2 separate regions of the Danio rerio genome follow, and region 1 is linked to region 2. A link is a contact called in public Hi-C data. All regions are on one chromosome and are shown on one strand. The core of a region is the stretch at or near the end of the contact, and the rest is flanking DNA. Distances in the headings are between cores, read along the strand shown.

Region 1 (2,700 bases), core at 98-2,597, 60 kb after region 2:
ACGTTCATGAATTAGGACACATTTACTTGATTAAAATAAATGACTTTTTTTTTCTCAAAAACAATTTATAAATTTGAAACATATAAGTGCATAAAAGTAATTTTGTTTCAAAAACATAAGCCTAGACAGTCTAAAAAAACTTTGTTTTTTTTCTCTTCATTTGAATAATTTTTTTTTCCTAAATCCATTAGGTTTTTTTTTTAAACACGCGTACATTTAATTTTAACATAGATTTTTTTCCATGTTTTTTTGAAAATCTGATTTTACATCAATAAATAGGGGGCTAATAATTAGGGGGGGGGGGGGTTAATAATTCTGATTTCAACCATATTTATTATTTATTGTATGTAGTTTCAAATGAAATTATTACTCCAGTCATTATTGCTTTTATTACTATTACTATTATTTTATTAATAATAATAATAATAACAATAATAATTAATATTAGAGTGATTTCTGAAGGATTATGTGACTAAAGTACTGAAGCTGAAAATTCACCATTAAAATCACTGGAATAAATGATTAAATTAAATTATAATCTACTTTTAAACAGTTACTTTATAGTGAATAACTTTTTACAATTTTACAATGTGTACTGTATTTTTGATTAAATAAATGCAGCCTTGGTGAAAAAATTTGCTTATTTTAAAACATTTAAAAATCCTACTGACCTTATAACTTTTGACTGGTAGTGTATATTGAATGTTATTTTGCACATGCAAAAAATTAAATAAATAAATATGTTATTACCATAGTAAAGTACATGTAAAATATATAATTATCAGCTTAAATAGCACTTCACAATAGTAGTGCATTATGTGGTAAAATCATACACAAAAATATCCATAATACACCACATAAAAAAATTACTATAGTCATTTATAGTACATACTACGGTGTTTTTTGAGCTGCAGAGTGTAATATACTGTATTATAGTATTTACAGCAATTTTATTATCATTAATTTCTGGTGTGTTGAAGTAAAATTAAATGTAGAGTTTTAGAAAACGTCATTTGTTTACATTTCAAAACATGTACCACAATACATATGATTTCCACAACAGATAAGCAAGTAATGCAAGTACTTTACAATATGGTTCTATTATTTACTATAAATTATTTTTTTCACGCGGGACCTTTTGTAAGGTTTTGTTGTTGCGATTAAAATAACTATTACAATGAAGATATTTCCTACTTTATGAATGACGGTCTGTGGTCTTTCATCGGTTTATAACATGAATCTGGAAGAGGCTGAACTTCAGTGAATCCTTCAGTGTGTACAAACACATTAAGCAGAAATGAAAACCACAACACAGCAGGCGCCATCATGAATGTTTACATCCGAGTTTGACACTTTAGAAAAACGAAAACTAGAGTTTTGGCGCCCTCTAGAGCTCAGGAGAGGGAATATGCACACCGACTTCACAGTCAGCCAGCCCCAGGGCTTCCGGTCCCATACAAAATCACCGCGTTTAAGATCTGATTTCTTTGAAAACGGCGATCTCTACTGCCTGGCTGAGATAAGATATAAAGTGGGTATCAGCCCAAACAGGAAGAACTGCATTACATTCTGTTTTTCCACGCCATGTCTTTAAATATGACAGTTTATTTTACCCCAGTATTTTCAATGGAATTTCCAAGCTAGCCTAGTGCTAATGGAGTCTGCACTTTCACGTCTCTTTTTACGCTTTAACAACCAAATAGATGCTTAAGTCTATTTAACTGATTATATTTGTAAGGCATCACAACATCGATGCTGTAAAATTATATTCATATGCATAATTATAAATATACCAGGAGTCCCCAAACTTTTTTTTTCTGTAAGGGCCGCTGCTTTTTTTTCTTTAATGGGGCAAGAAATGACTCCTGCCATAAAATGCCCCTTTTGAAATGGGTATCTGTTAACTTAAATTGATACAAATTAAATTGTGTGTGTGTATGTGTATATATATATATATATATATATATATATATATATATATATATATATATATATATATATATATATGTGTGTGTGTGTGTGTGTATATGTGTGTGTGTGTGTGTGTGTATATATATATATATATATATATATATATATATATATATATATATATATATATATATATATATGTATGTATGTATGTATGTATGTATGTATGTATATATATATATATATATATATATATATATATATATATATATATGTGTGTGTGTGTGTGTGTGTGTGTGTGTGTGTGTGTGTGTATATATGTATATATGTATGTATATATGTGTGTGTGTGTGTGTGTGTGTGTGTGTGTGTGTGTGTATATATGGGGTGGGCCATTAGGCAAGTTATTGTATAATGGTGGTTTGTTCTGTAGACTATAGAAAAAAATGCCTAAAGGAACTAATAATTTCAACCTTAAAATTGCTCTTAAAAAATTTAAAAAACGCTTTTTTTCTAGCTAATAAGTTTCTCTCCAGAAGAAAAAATATTATCAGACTAAACAAAGAAATACTGGAAAATCTCTGTAGACTGATGGCATTTCATGCCGTTCAGCCTTATAATCTTAAAATGTGAGCGAAATTACTTGTTTTGTCATCACTTTAGACATTACGATAGAGAATCATTTAAACACTGTAAAGTGGCATTTGTGAATGAGTAATGGTTTCTGCTGTTTTGACGTCAGCTGCAGACGTGAATGAATGGTGGAAGAAAGTAGTTCCTCAAAAGGAT
Region 2 (2,700 bases), core at 101-2,600:
ATTTTGAGAGATTTGGACTAGAAACAAGATGAAAACTCGAAGAAAAGCATTTTTAGCGGTGTATGAATGTAAATCTCCTTCATACATTCATATCACATTTAGCTCCTCAGACAGGCAGACTACACACCAATTTAAAGCTTTTATGAAAATATACACACAGGGTGGGACTGTCATGTGACCCGCAAGTCATGTGATTATTATGACAGCTTTGTGAACTGCTTTTCACGGCGCAGTGTAAATATTTGGCCATTTTCTTTGATTCAGGGCTTCCTGAGAACTACTCTCAAATGTGCATGTGTGTGTTTATAACCAAACACAAGTGCTTTTTTTGGAGACGGTAATAATTTATGAGCCTGATTGTGGGAAATATTATTTCCAATATAACTATATAACCAATGCGTTATACTTCGGTTAGAGTAGTGCTGTTATTTAATGCTTATTTAACTCTGTTATCAAGCAAAGTGTTGAGGAACGTTTAGTCTCAATCTTTACCTCCATCTAGTGGTTGTTTATGTAATTGCAACTTTTTTGACCAATCAGATCAATCATTTTTTTTGGTTATATTTATCATTTTTGGGTGAACATACACAGTTATAGAAATGTTGACAAGTATATCATGACCCTCCAAGCATTTTGACTATGCATTAAGTCAATCTTTGATGGGTTTTAAACGGACATTAAATTAAAATGTTTTTTTATATGATCTTTAGAAGTCCATGAACAAAATGTTTGCATTAAATTGATTAATTCATTCATTAACTTTCTTTTATCTTAGTCTGATTTATCAGAGGTCACAACAGCGGAATGAACCTCCAACTATTCCAGCCTATGTTTTGCACAGCAGATGCCCTTCCAGCTGCAACCCAGTACTGGGAAATTGGATCAAATTATTTTCCAATTTTTCTTTTGATAGTCTCTTTGAATAACTCTTAGGGCATTGGATGCTCCAAAAAGGAAATTTAGCTCACTATTTGCTCACCTTTATGTGGCTTTTGACTAGTGATGTGCAATACAAGTGATTTCCTATCAGATCCGATACCAAGTAAAATGAAGGCGAGTTTCGGTGATACTGATTTGATTCCGATACTGCCTAAAAATGACTGTTTGGGAAATTAAAGTAACAAGTATACTTACAGGTGTCACTTTATACTGAATACGAGCCATATTACGGGCTCTTCCTGTTTATTGATGAAGAATTATACAAAAAACAACATGCATATTGACAGCATCTGAGCATGTATGTCTTAAAACGCCTGCCTGAACATCTTAAAAAAAAAAAAAAAACATTCACACTTATACATTTAGTGACATGTTAATCCGGTTACCATGAACATACATTCATGAGCATATCCCCTCACCAACCAGCAGAGGCCCTCATCTCCTGAATATTAGTCACGTGCCTGGCCATAGATATATACACTAGATGTCGCCTACCCTGTTATTGTTTATTGGAAGGAATGCGTCAATAGAGCCGCCATTTTACTACAGGGTAGCGCTCCATTGCGGGACCAAGGTACAGTGGAGGACTGTGGCCATCCAAAGCCAGAGATATACACATATACACATAAATCTTTGATCGGGAGTTTTCCTGGATGTTAGCATGCAATTTTTCTTTTAATTACGAAAATGATCATTTTACATCACTTTTCTACATTGATGGATCAGTGACCGCACGGGCATTCCTGACAAAAAGCTTGTGTTTGTGTGTACAGAAATGTACTATTCACCCTCCCTGTTAAATTTGATCTGATCATGTCCTGAAACACACCTCCTCTCCTGCTTTCACTTCTCATACTGACGGAGAGAGCGATTCGTTTGTGAATGAATCTCCGTTATGAACGACTCGTTCACTAGCCGACAATAATCCAAGTTTCTGGCACTCCAGCATCCCGTTGTCATATTTATTTTGCGTTGTTTGCTGATTTTATTCAGCAAAACTAGCATAAGCCGAGTATTTAGTGCGAGTTGGAGCTACTTTGACTTATAGTGAATGCAGTAAGTGACTGTTATCATCAATAACGTTACCTGTTTAGCACAAAAGTTCAGAACATACAAAAACGTAAAAAACTTAATATTACCTATGAAATGTTCTGCCTTTGTGCTTTGTTTTCTTTGTTTGCTCGTTACTACACCCGTAGACAGCGCTAAAGTCCCGCATCTTCACGTAATAACACTGTCTTGACTAGTGCGGTTGAATGACATTTGTCCTGGGAGCACTGTACCAATGTGGCGGCGCTATTGACACATGCTCAGGGCCCTATGCAAAATCCTGTGTATATATCTATGGTGCCTGGCACTGATTACGCGGCACCTGGTGTCTATTAGCAAGGTGCTTAAACACCAGCTCAGTTCAAGTACTCAGTGCGCAGTTTTGTTTTGCTACCAAACATTTCTGAGCATTTCCTACACCTTCTGATTCCCTCTCGGTTACCGATTGCCTGCCTGCCCGTTTTCTGATTGTTAACTGACCAATGCCTGTATCATCATTCCTGACGGTAAGCTGCCTGCCCTGACCAATGTCTGTCTCACCGTTTCTGACTGTAAGCTGCCTGCCCTGACCAAAGCCTGTTTTACAGATCTTGAGTTCATGCTGCTTGTCCTTGGCTATTCTACTCTCTGTGTTGCTCTACTGTGTGTTAATAAAAGCTCATGAATGGATCCTCATTCCTCAGAGTCATCATTACACCAATACAGCCACAT

What was found. Hi-C and Micro-C count contacts between places; a contact is called where the count stands out from the background.
Region 1: a contact with region 2 is called in a Hi-C map of an unstated tissue, with 4 times the contacts expected there. The contact joins the promoter of LOC100333521 here to the enhancer-like site in region 2. A contact is called at or near these places in 2 of 18 Hi-C or Micro-C datasets (hematopoietic stem cells and an unstated tissue) and 1 of 4 datasets of contacts at active chromatin or transcription factors (caudal fin).

What each region holds. Positions count from the first base shown.
Region 1 is chr2:57,358,574-57,361,273 of GRCz12tu, forward strand. It overlaps LOC100333521 (cathepsin Z), which reads right to left and starts at 1,348. Exons shown (of 6, transcript XR_012394923.1): 1 at 1,195-1,348.
Region 2 is chr2:57,298,866-57,301,565 of GRCz12tu, forward strand. No RefSeq gene overlaps it. Among named protein-coding and RNA genes, the nearest start is that of abhd8a, 47 kb to the right of the region's middle. Within about 2 kb of position 1,351, at least 16 of the 62 cell types and tissues checked have an H3K27ac peak or open chromatin away from gene starts, as enhancers often do.